Linked DNA regions of Mus musculus: region 2 is linked to region 1. The links are chromatin contacts, called in public HiChIP or PLAC-seq maps. All regions are on one chromosome and are shown on one strand. Each heading gives the region's core, a stretch centred on a gene start, on an enhancer-like site or on the middle of the called end of the contact. The rest is flanking DNA. Distances are from core to core; before and after follow the strand shown. Region 1 holds the start of Psmd3 (proteasome (prosome, macropain) 26S subunit, non-ATPase, 3). Region 2 holds the start of Grb7 (growth factor receptor bound protein 7).

Region 1 (6,436 bases), core at 453-2,952:
CCAATGCCTGGCAAAAACAGAAGTGGATGCTCACAGTCAGCTATTGGATGGAACACAGGGCCCCTAATGAAGGAGCTAGAGAAAGTACCCAAGGAGCGAAAGGGGTCTGCAACCCTATAGGTGGAACAACGATATGAACTAACCAGTACCCCCACCCCCCAGCTTGTGTCTCTAGTTGAATATGTAGCAGAGGATGGCCTACTTGGCCATCAATAGGAGGAGAGGCCCCTTGATATTGCAAAGATCATATGCCCCAGTACAGAGGAATGCCAGGGCCAGGAAGCTGTGGTGGGTGGGTTGGGGAGCAGGAAGGGGGAAGGATATAGGGGGCTTTGGAGATAGCATTTGAAATGTAAGTGAAGAAAATATCTAATTAAAAAAAAAAGCATTTATGCTTAGTAGTGGTGGCAAATGCTTGTAATTCCAGCATTTGGGAAGCAGAGTGAGTTCCCAGACATCCAGGGCAATACAGAAAAACCTTTAAAAAAAAAAAAAAAGCATTTATTTATGGGGGAGGGGAACTCGAGCCTCAGCATGCTTATGGAGGTCAGAGAAAAGCGTGAGACTCAGTTCTCTCCTTCTACCATGGGACCCAGGGATCAAACTCGTGTCTTCATACTTGGCAAGCACCTTTACTCACTTGAGCCATCTCACCACCCCCTCAACATTACTTTCTTTTTTTTTTCTTTTTTTGGAGACAGGGTCTTTTTGTGTAGTTCCCGCTGTCCTGGAGCTTGCTATGTAGACCAGGCTGGCCTTGAACTCAAAGATCTCCCTAGTGCTGAGATTAAAGTTGTGTACCACTGAGATTAAAATTATGTACCACACCTAGCCCTACATTACATTCTTGAGCTGGTGTTTGTTTGTTTGTTTACTTTTTCGGGAAAGGGTTTCTCCGTGTAGCCCTGGTGGTCCCGGAACTCACTCTGTAAACCATGCTGAGCCTCGAACTCACAGAAACCCACCCGTCTCTGCTTCCTGAGTGCTGGGATAAAAGGCATGCACCACCACGCTGGGCATGTTGGGTTTTTCAACAATCTTATATATACTGGCCCTGAGCAGTATACAACGTGGACTCCTATTATTAAATTTGACTAATTCTACACAAATACACACGACCCCCACATTCCCAGGCTGCAGAGAAGGTATGCCTTATACTCAGCATTATACAAAAATTTGACAAGGAAGTTCGGATGCCCTGGGGGTTGAGCTCAGTTTATCGAAAGCCAAACAGCCTAGCTACACGTCCACAAGCTCCTTTTCTTTCTGGTGCTGGAAGCATCTGGCGGGCGTTGAGAGCACGAGCCTGGCGGATTTCATTGGGGACCTGACCCGCGCAAACTGGGAGAGCTTGACCGGGGCGGGGGTTAGGGGGGTGGAGAGGAATCTGCCCGGCAACTCATGATGTCATCCCCATCTGAGCTCCGATAGGTCCTACCCACTTACATGTTAGAGTCTGTTGTAGCCCAGCTTGGAGTCTAAAGTGACCTCTCGCGGACATCCAAAGATGTACACTAGAGAGGAAGATAAAATCACCACTCTCAGGTCCCACAAATTCCTGCAGACTCCTCCCAGTTCCTAGAAGGTCCGCCTTCATCGTTTCTTGAAGACTCCTCCCACTTCCTAGAAGATCCGCCTTCATCGTGCACCTCGGCTGTTGATTTATTTTCCCTCCCTGGACTCGGCCATCTGCTCGCCATGCCTGGCATTTCCCAGAAGCCCCAGCGCCGGGAAGGAGTTTGCAGCTGCTCGGTCATCGTGCGGCCCGACGCGAGCCCGCGCTGGTGTGCAGGCCCGGCTCTGTGCCTGGTCTCTGGTGTGAGGGTTTACGCGAGGCCCCTGCTTCGGTCCCCGGACTAGGCCTCGACCCCGGGCGCCATGAAGCAGGAGGGCTCGGCGCGGCGCCGAGGCGCCGACAAGGCAAAGCCGCCGCCGGGAGGGGAACAAGAACCGCCGCCACCGGCCCCCCAGGATGTGGAGATGAAAGAGGAGGCAGCAGCTGGGAGCGGCTCCACGGGGGAGGGAGACGGCAAGGCAGCTGCGACCGAGCACTCCCAGAGAGAGCTGGACACTGTCACCTTAGAAGGTACGGGAGCCCACGTCGGGGTCGTGCCGCGATCACCGGTGACAGCGGCCAGGGTGATGCGACTTCTTGCTGGGACCTCTGCGTAGCCTCCACCTACCTTGGTTCCTTCGGTCAATGGAGCTGGGGTCAGAAGTGCCCGCCCAACCACCCTGACTCCCTCGACCCCAGCCGATGACCGAACCTGTTCTCCAGTCTGCGGACTGCTCTCCTCCTCTGGGGTTGCATCTTAGTCTCACCGAGCCTTTTCTTCAGTCCTTCCCAGTGATCTACTCCATCCGACCGATTCTAGCGCCTGTTATTGCTATGTAGAAAGTAGCATTTGTATTTGTGTCTAGAGAAACCAGGGTAACAGATTACACTAGCCTCTTAGTTTAAGAGTTTATAAAAATGGGTTCTGTAGCTCTAGGCTCCTTTAGCAAACTCCCTCGGAGAGCCATTTCTACCTTCTGCCTTCCTTCTGTAGTTGAAGCATCTAAACTAAAAGTCCCGGTGCACTTTTCCACTCTCTTAAGGACCTTACCCCTCCTTTCCTAAAGAGTTCAAGCACACGCACGCTTTTACTTCTGAATCAGACCCCCTCCCCCCCCACCCCTGCCTTCTTTCTCTTTTAGTTTATAATGCCTACCTGTGGCCCCGACTCCTATAAGCCAACACCAGAGACCCGTTCTCAGGCTCCTATTGTCCCCTTGTCCCGCTTAAGTTGCTCTTTTACTTTTTCCACTTAGTATATCTTGTCCATGTGCGCGCGATGAGACTTTTCCGGGTGATCTGTAGTTTTTTCTCTCTGTGTGTGTGTGTGTGTGTGTGTGTGTGTGTGTGTGTCTCAACTGCACGAGAAACTACTTTAAAACATGGTGATAGGCCAAGTCATGCCCTGAGTTGTACTTTTGAGTGTAAGTATGTATAGACTGCATCAACTCCCATTCTAAACTTGGTAACAAGATCTGTATACAGTAAAGGTCTTCTTTCCTGAAATAAAAGTTTCCAGTGGCAGAAATGTCACTCAGCATCGTGAAATATTTCATGGTTTGTATTCACTGTAGAAATTCTGGAACATGTGAGCATTTTAAAGCAACAGGGAGAAACTTTTAACCAGAGTTGACATATTTCCTCGTGTATTTTCAAACTGCTCCATAATTGAAATCACTTAAGTATTCAATTTGGATCAGGGCATTCGTATGTAAAGATATTGTCATTTTCTTTTTGTTGTCTTCATTTAATACATCCATGAACATAGGGTTCAACTTATGCAAGAAGCATTTGTTGACTACTTAGTATAGTGATGGAGATTATATAAAGTCCAGAATCCGTTTCCCTGTTTGTGTGGGTGAATTAATAGCATTAGCTGTTTTGTTTGGGTTATTGTGAACATGGGAGCTCATGAGCTGTGCTAGCACATGATAGAAATACATGGTGGGCCCTCCATACATAGTCGCTGTAACTGTAGCAGTTACTGTCACACGCGAAGCACCCGTTGTTAAGTGGGCAGTGAGACTCAGAGCATTCTCTTAACTGCTGCACATCTAAGTTCTTCTTTTTTCTCATTTCTTGCTCTTTTAAGTAGTTTTGCAGTCCTCACTATTCCAAAGTTTTCAATCTACTTTTGTAACTACTTAAATATGGCTTCCCAGAATTTGTATACCTAAGTCAAAAAGGGTAAACATGTTTGAATTTCAGTGTGTGTGTATGTGAGTGTGAGTATCTTATCTGCATGTTTGTAAATGCACCACCTGTGTGCAGTGCCCACCAAGGCCAAAAGAGGTCATCTGATCCCCTGGGACTCTAGTTATGGGCAAGTGTGAGCCACCATGTGGGTGCTGGGAGCGGGGCCTCTGGACAGAGTGGCTGATACTCTTAACCACTGAGCCATCTCCTTACACCCCAGTTCTAAAGTTTTTTATATTGTCCTAAAAAATCTGACTTACAAATAAATGTTCTTTTCCCTACTGTTTAGGTTGCCACTCTTTTAAATATTGCTAATTTATGAGTATAAAAATGGTTCTGTTTTTAGATTTTTGAATGCCACCAAAGCACAGTCCTCCTGTCTTTAGGCGCGTTGCCATCCCTGGTTGTGTCCACGTCCACTTTTGTTCTGAAGTTATGGCAGTAGTTTCTCTTACCTGGTTACAGAAACTCTTTGTGAAATGAGATGTGAGTCCGGTTGTATCGTTGCGTGTTTCTTTTCAGAAGGCTTTTTTGTGGTTACACTCGTGGTGTGACGTCCCTGTGTGAGAGTTCTCCATTATTTACAAAGCCTCCCCATGTTTTGAGCTCTGGTGAATCTCCATGAGTTTCTTCTACTTTGTTTCTCAGCTGTTTTCTTTTCTAGGCCTTCCTGCTGACCTCTGCCCTATCCCTGCCCAGCTAGCTTTTTCCTTGTTTCCTGGTATATCTGAAAATTGGTGTGCCTCACCCACAAATATTGCTTAGCCCTATTGGGCCAAAAAGGGTAAATGTACACGCCACCCCCTTTGTAAGACACTCCATGGAACTGTTCCCCAAGGAGTTGCAAGTCACATCTTTTTCCTCTCTGGTCCTCTGCAGACATCAAAGAGCACGTGAGACAGCTAGAGAAGGCTGTTTCCGGCAAGGAGCCTCGGTTCGTGCTGAGGGCGCTGCGGATGCTGCCGTCCACGTCACGCCGCCTCAACCACTATGTTCTGTACAAGGCTGTGCATGGCTTCTTCACCTCCAATAACGCCACTCGAGACTTCTTGCTACCCTTCCTAGAAGAAGTGAGTGGGGCTAGCTTCAGGGGTGTCTGATAGAATTTGCAGGGATCTTGAGTGTGGTAGTTTCCTCCTTAAGTCAGGACTTCTATGAAACTCTTGACCTTGTTATTGTACTCTATTGTTAGCCTCTTGGCACTCCGGGAGCGGGAGAAGGACTGTCTTTAGTTTTGTCTGCTCAGCATCTGGCAAATTCTCTGTGTATCTTGGGGAACACACGGTGAGTGCCCAGCAGTAAACTCTGTTGTTTGCTCTGTCCTCTCCCAGCCCATGGACACAGAAGCCGACCTGCAGTTTCGTCCTCGCACAGGAAAAGCGGCATCAGCGCCTCTCCTGCCTGAGGTGGAAGCCTACCTGCAGCTGCTCATGGTCATCTTCCTGATGAACAGCAAGCGCTACAAAGAGGTACCCAGGATGCAGTGGGCGTGATTAGCAAGCCCAATGGGGCTCTGGGGGGAGATGAGCTCCAGTGAGAGGCTCACTGGGGACTCTGGCTCTCCATCTCTCCAAGCCAGGTGTGGTAGTGCACACCTGTGACCCCAATGCTCAGAGGCTGGGACAGAATACAAATTCAAGGCCAGTCCAGGCTGTATAGTGAGATCATGTCCCACATTTGCACAAAATAAACTTGAAACGTAGCTCTTTGAGAAATGACAGCCAGGCGGTGGTACATGCCTTTAATCTCAGAACTCGAGAGGCCGTCGCGGGCAGATTAATATAGGGCACATGCATATACAGATAAAATAATCACTTTTCAAAATCATACATTTAAAACGCCAGCTCTATGAGGTTGGAGAGAGAGTGCAGCCATTAAAAGCACTGGCTACTGGTACAGAGGATCCAGGTTTGATTCCCTGCACACAGGTGCCAGTTCACAGCCATAACTCCAGCTCCAGGGAATTCAACAGTCTCTTCTGGCATAGGCACCAAGCAGGCACTCTTACACACAAGAGAAAAATAAAATGGAAACCTCTCACTTGTGGCCGGAAGCGCATCCAGTAAGGCACAGTGGCTGCTTTCCCTGCTTGCGGCTCTGCCTCTCACCAGAGTGGGCCATCTTGCTTGACATGCAGAAATGACAGGAGCCTCTCTCCCTGCTGTTTCGTTCTTTTTCACCACACTGTTTTATTTGTTTTCTAGATAAAATTTGTCTTTTTACTGTATACAGTTGGGTTTACTATATGTACACACAAGGGTTTTACTGTATACACTGAAGGATTTACTCTAGGTTATATATACACTGAAGGTTATATACACTGAAGGTTATATACACTCAAGATTGTGCAGCCATCAGCACTAACTCCAAGGACACATTGCTTGCTCCAGCACAAAACCAATGCCTGCCATCAGTCATTTGCTACCCTCGATCTACCCACAAGCCACCAGTGTGCTTTCTGTCTCTTTGGAAGATTTGCTCCTTGCACTTAATGCAAAGTTTAAAGATTATGCATGGGGTAATGGCATAGCATGGACCAGTGAGCACGCCATTCTGTGTTGTTGTTTAACTGAAGGTGGAGCCTAAGACTTAATGTGTGCTGGTTCTGGGCGGTGCACTGAGCTGTACTTAGCCTGTTGTTTTGCTTCGGTGATTTGCTCTGTGACCCAGGGTGGCCTGAGACTT
Region 2 (6,185 bases), core at 3,013-5,512, 240 kb before region 1:
ACACAGAGAAACCCTGTCTCGGAAAAACAAACAAACAAACAAAACAACAACACAAAAGAACAAACAAACAAAAAGATACTGGTAAAAGCATAAAGGTTTACATTTGGGCTGTCAGTGCTCTCATGGATCTGTATACAAATAGTACCTTGAAGTTTTGACTTTATAGTAGTGTATATTTGAAAAAGATTCAATAGAAACTGGAATTTGATGCTTGGTAGTTTAGATGTCAATGTACATTTTCCAATTAAAGCATTTTAAAATTAAAAACAGTATTCATTCTGGATGTGGAAACACCAATACCATGGTGCTCTTGTGGAGGTCAGAGGTCAACTATGGTAGTCTGTTCTCTCCTCACTGTGTGGTTCCTGAAAGGAGAACTTAGGCCCTCAGGCTCGCAGCAAGCTGAGCCATCTCCCAGGCTTCTTCACACCAAGGTATTTTATGATGGCACAGATTTTATAAGCCCAGCAGAGGCAGGAAGATGGCCACAAGTACGTGAACAGCTTCAGTTAAATAGGGAGTCTGAGACCAGCTGGGGCTACATATCAAGACGCCAAGATGTCATGTTGGAAAGGCCAAAGTGAGCCAGAGCAATGGCTCAGTGGTTAAGAGCACTGGCTGCTCTAGCAAAGGAAGGACCTGGGTTCAGTTCCCAGCATCCATATAGTGGCTCACAAACATGTCTAACTCCAGTTCCAGGAGTTCTGATGTCCTCTTCCGGACCCCTTGGGCATCAGGCAAGAACATGCTAAACTCAAATACATGTGAATAAATGTAAATAAACGCAAACACATACACATAAATACAAATAAATAAACCTTAAAAACAAAAACTAAGCCCAAAGCCATGGAACAACAAAAATGAAGCTTTACTTCATTTATTTAGTTTTGTTTGTTTGTTTTGAGACAAGGTTTCTTTGTATAGCCTTGACTATCCTGGAACTTGCTCTGTAGATCAGGCTGGCCTTGAACTCACAGAAATCTTCCTGCCTTAGCCTCTGGACTGTTGGAATTAAAGCCATGCACCATCACCACCTGACCAAAAACTAGGTTCGTCTTCTTAATCACTTTTTTTTTAGATTTACTTTTATTTATTTACTTTTATTTATTTACTTTATTGTCTGAGTGCTCAGCTGCATGTACACCTGCATGCCAGAAGAGGGCATCAGATCCTTTTATAGATGGTTGTGAACCACCATGTGGGTGCTGGGAATTGAACTTGGGACCTCTGGAAGAGCAAGCAGCCAGTGCTCTTAACCTCTGAGCCATCTCTCCAGTCCCCAAAACTAAGTTATCCAGATGTAATAGCATCATAAGGCAAGGAGCATCAGTGACCTGGTTCCTGCTCTTGTGCCTTTTATCTTGACAGTTTTTGGTAGAGATGCTCTTGCTCTGGCTGGCCTTGAACTTGTAACTCTCCTCAGCACTGGGATTACACATTCAGCTTGTGGTGACTTTGATCCTAAATTTAATTAACTTATACATATTTAAAGTTCACCCTTGGTGGACACGAAAGCTATGGCATTAGAGGCACCTGCTGCCAACCTTGATGCTATGAGTTCTCATTCCCAGAATCCACCATGCAACGTTCCCAGAATCCCTCATGGCTCTTTTGGCATGACCCTTATACATCTATCCTAAGGTTCCAGACAGAATGGTTCCCAAGTCCTTACAAACCCATGTCCCCTACTGCTAGCTCCTTTTGTCTCCTCCCTGGGACCTCAGATCAGTTCTCCACCTGCCCTGTTCTCAAAGCCCTACTTCTAGATCAGTGTTTCTCAACCTGTGGGTCTTGACCTTTGAGGGCTGGGGGTGGGAGTGGGGGTGGGAGTGGGGGTGAGGATGGGGGTGGAGGTTGAATGACCCTGTCACAAGGGTTGCCTAAGACCATTGGAAAATGTATATTTACATTATGACTCACAACAGTAGCAAAATAACAGTTATGAAGTAGCCACAAAAATCATTTTATGGTTGGGGAACACCACAACATGAGGAACCGTGTTAAGCGTTGCGGCATTAGGAAGGTTGAGAACCACTGTTCTGGATGGAATCCCTGGGCTGGAGAGAAATGGCTCAGGGGCTAAGAATACTTGGTGCTCTTCTGGAGGTCCAAACTGCCTGTAACTCCAGCTGCAGGAGACCTGGCAAGTTCCTCTGCAGGAACCTACACACAGAGGCATGTGCACATAAATAAAAACAGAAGTCTTTGTAAAAGAAATGGAGGGCTGGAGAGATGTCTCAGTGGCTAAGAGCACTAACTGCTTTTTTTCAGAGGTCCTGAGTTCAATTCCCAGCAACCACATGGTGGCTCACAACCATCTGTAATGGGATCTGATGCCCTCTTCTGAGGTGTCTGAAGACAGCTACAGTGTACTCACATATTATAAAGATCCTTGAAAGGAAGGAAGGAAGGAAGGAAGGAAGAAAGAAAGAAAGAAAGAAAGAAAGAAAGAAAGAAAGAAAGAAAGAAAGAAAGAAAGAAATGGAGCCAGGCATGGTGGCACATGACTGTAATAATCCCACCACTAGAGAGGCAGGAGGCAGAGGCAGGCTGATCTCTGTGAGTTCGAGAGCATCTTTGTAGGCCAGCCTGGTCTACAAAACAAGTTCCAGGACAGCCAGGGCTGTTACAGGGAAAAACCCTATCTTGAAAAACAAAAGACAGACAGACAGACAGACAGGAAGGGAGGGAGGGAAGGGGGAGAGAGAGAGAGAGAGAGAGAGAGAGAGAGAGAGAATATCACTCATTCAGCTGGAGTCTGGCTTTCCTCCAGCTCAGCCTTCTACATAGTGATCTTTTTTCAGAGTGCAGCCCTGCACTCCTGGCAGGGTCTGGCTTCTGCCCACTCCTCCTGCCAGTCTGGACAAACAGGATGGATGGCTCTCAAACCTGGTTTGCAAAACAGCCACCTGAGGGCTTGTCAATATCTCACATTCCTGGGGCTCTGCCTCCTCAGTGCTTTGAGACTCTGGTAGCTGAGGAGGGGCCCACGGGTCTGCTCTTTCCAGAGCAGCTTAAGAGACTGTGTTCCCCCCTTTTAAGAGCTGCAGTGTTTTCCCTCCACCCCTCCCGTACCTGCAAGACCTGCCCAGACTACCTGATGGCCTCCGTTCCTGTCCACCCCCACTCTCTTCTGCATTCCCTCCCAGCAGCTGCTTCTCCACACTGGGGGTCCACCATGGCAGGTTAACCCCTCTGGTTCCCACTCACTGCCAGGTCCTCCCTGGCTTTGTTTTCATGGCCTTCCCTGCCTCCTGTGAGTCACTCACCTGGCAAACTTGTCACCTGTCATTTCTTATTTGTGTGACTCTTAAAGGTCAGTCTCCCCGACTGGGTTGCAGCCAGCAAAGGGCGGGTCTGTTTTTGTTGTTTTGCTCTGTATACCCAGCGCCAAGCACAGGTCTGCTAGGTTGGAAATGAGGAAATTGTCTCCTGCAATTTGTTCAAATTGCTTCCTGGCCCAAGCAACCTGCCCCTTCCTCACCTTTTTGCTTTGCTCTATTCATACTAGTCTGTCTGATGTCTGTCTGTCTGTCGTCACTCTGTTTTTGAAACAGGGCTTCTCTGTACAGTCCTCACTGTCCATGTAGACCATGCTGGCCTCGAACTCACAGAGATCCACCTGCCCCTGCCCCTAGAGAGCTGGGATTAAAAGGCACACACTTCCACGGTGGCTTTCCACATTAGTTTTTCAAGCGGAAAAGCTAAGGGAGGCTGTGCTTCCTCAGGGCAGACCCCTTATCGCCCCAGTGGCTTGTTTGTTTTCTTAACTCTTAGCCATAGGAAGCTGGGAGGTGGCCCGCTGCCTTTGATCTGGGGACTCTCAACCCCTCTTCCTGATCCTCCAATGTTTGCTGTGAGCTGAACCAGAAAGCTGGAGTAACTGCTGTAATAGAAGCCATCTGCATCAGGCCACAACGGTCACCAGAACTGTGGCCCCTCCCACTAGGCCACCTTGCCACTCTTAAACTTGAAACTAGGAAGGTGAGACCCTGGACTTGCCTCGGAAGAGAGGGTGCACCTTGGGTATTTTAGCAGGGCCAGGACAACAGCCTGGGCGGCTGGACTGTGGTTGGAGGTCAAAGGGCAGAGCACCTCTTCTGGCTTCCCTTTTAAGCCCAGTGCCCTTTGCCCTAGGGGGTGAGATCCGAGCTGAAGACGGCCCCCTAGCTTGACCAATGAACTGACCATCATTGGAATGGGACGAGTAGGAGTGGGCGGGACCATTCGCGTTTAACAAACAGCCTCCAAACTCCCCTTCCCATGTAGTCAGGATTCTAGATTTTTCTCTGTCCAGCCTGTTCTCTCCGGGGCACCTGCTCTCTCTCTCTCTCTCCCTCTCTCCTAGCACCTGCTGCTCAGTAGGAAGGGCAAGAGCAATTCGAGGCGGTGCATTGTGAGGAGTCTCCACCCCTCCTCCTGCGCTTCCTTCTCCAGGGAGCCTCTCAGGCTCCGCCCTTACCTGCCCGAGATAATTTTAGTTTCCCTGGGCCTGGAATCTGGATACGCAGGGCTCGCTCTATATTCTCCCGCCTCAACATTCCAAAGGCGGGATAGCCTTTCTACCATCTGTAGAGAAGAGAGAAAGGATTCGAAATCAAATCTAAGTGTCTGGGATCTCTAGACAGAGCCAGACTTTGGGCCGGGTGTCCGGCTCCTTCTGTTGGAGGTGCTCCAGGTAAGCCGACCGAGATCGGTCTTAGATAATCTGCTCCTACCCCCAGCCTCACCGAGGGCCCCAGGTTGTGCCTGCATCGAGCGGATCTGGCCTGCTGCCCAGTTAGATGGCCGGGAGGCTGCCACGCTCTCCCCCCTGACCGCCCTCTCTCGGCGAGGTCAGGCCAGAGGCGGGGGGTGGGGGTGGGGGTGGGGGAGAAGGGGGGTGGGTGATAGTTAAGGCCTGGAATCTTCCTCCCTAAACCGGTGGCCTCAGGCAGGTGAGCTATGGTCTGGGTAAAGGCGGAAGCGGGAACTTCATCTTGGGGGATGGGATGGGATGGGATGGGATGCAAGTTAGGTCTGGGTCCCTAAGGAAAGAGTCACACTCCTGATGCTCTCTGCGCTGCATTGTTTGTTTTGTTTGTTGCTTGGCATCACCAATCCTTCCCCTTCCTCATCTTGCTCCCTGAGACCCGAGGTAAGGTCTCTCCATCACCTGAAATCTTGACTTTCCGGCTAAAACTAGTTCTTACCCAACACCAGTTAGTAGGGGGTGCTAGATCCGGAGGTTGCCCTTCAATACCTTATTGAGCTCAGTTTACTACAATCTGGGGTTCCCATTCGGAGGGGAGTAAGGGAGAGCGACTCCCGCAATGGTTGGAACTGCATCTCTCCACGTTGTGGTCCCATCTCCGATACGGAAGCTCAGCAGGCTGCGGATCCCTCCTGGCTGCAAATGAGTGTGGACAAAGAAAGCTAGAGGGGTGGGTGTAGTGTGAAGGTCTGCAGTTCGGGGCCTGGAAAACAGTGTATGGCCGGGTATGTGGGCCTGCCTGAGGCTGAAGTTGGGGGAAAGACCTAGTTAGGTCTGGGTTTTCATGGTAGGATGGAGACAGAGTGCATCTGAGGGACAGCTGATAGTATTTTCAACCTTTTCTCCCTCTTTTCCCCCCAAGAATGCAATGCCTTCTGGGTCATGAGTCTGTCTAGCTTGGACTCTGCTCTCCCCCAATAGCGCGTGCTAATGTGTGTGTGTGTGTGTGTGTGTGTGTGTGTGTTTGTGTTCTCCCCGAAGGCAAACTAATGATTAACTCTACAGAGAACTCTAGCATTCTTCCCAAATTAAACATTAAAAGAGTTGTCCCGCCCGCTTTATTTCATTGGATGTTCCCACCCCCCCCCCAACCCCGGCGGAATGGGTGGAGCATCAACTTTGGGTCAACTCAGGGTTTCCTACCTCCCCACCTGCTCCCGGTACCCGGAAAGGTTAAGCCCCCCCCCCCCCCCACTTCCCTCCCCAAGTCCTGATGGGTGTTAGCTTCCTGTGCTGGTCCAGAGCCGGATCTCAGGCTGCCCAGGCCAGCAGCTCAGTGTCTGCCCCACGAACCCTTCGCCTCATCTTGGGAAGAGGAGATGGTGGCCTTGTTTGCAGTTGGCCCCAAACATTAGGCCTTGCCACTCGCCCCTGGGGCTTTCTAGGTGGGGCAAGATTCAGGAAGTAAACAAGGCAGCAGGGAGGGTAGGAG

What was found. HiChIP or PLAC-seq counts read pairs in DNA pulled down with a chosen protein or histone mark.
Region 2: an H3K4me3 HiChIP or PLAC-seq map of embryonic stem cells shows a contact between it and region 1, with 25 read pairs. The contact joins the promoter of Grb7 here to the promoter of Psmd3 in region 1. A contact is called at or near these places in 6 of 39 promoter capture datasets (cranial neural crest, embryonic stem cells, liver and 2 more), 7 of 484 Hi-C or Micro-C datasets (CD8 T cells, embryonic stem cells and nephron progenitors), 14 of 115 datasets of contacts at active chromatin or transcription factors (the SCID.adh cell line, bone marrow-derived macrophages, cardiomyocytes and 8 more) and 2 of 9 other capture datasets (liver and pancreatic islet).

The regions. Positions count from the first base shown.
Region 1 is chr11:98,680,852-98,687,287 of GRCm38.p6, forward strand. Psmd3 (proteasome (prosome, macropain) 26S subunit, non-ATPase, 3) reads left to right here and starts at 1,703. Exons shown (of 12, transcript NM_009439.1): 1 at 1,703-2,086; 2 at 4,631-4,821; 3 at 5,083-5,220. The coding sequence starts at 1,879.
Region 2 is chr11:98,442,572-98,448,756 of GRCm38.p6, forward strand. It overlaps Grb7 (growth factor receptor bound protein 7), which reads left to right and starts at 4,263. Exons shown (of 15, transcript NM_010346.2): 1 at 4,263-4,678. It also overlaps a transcript of Mien1 not described here.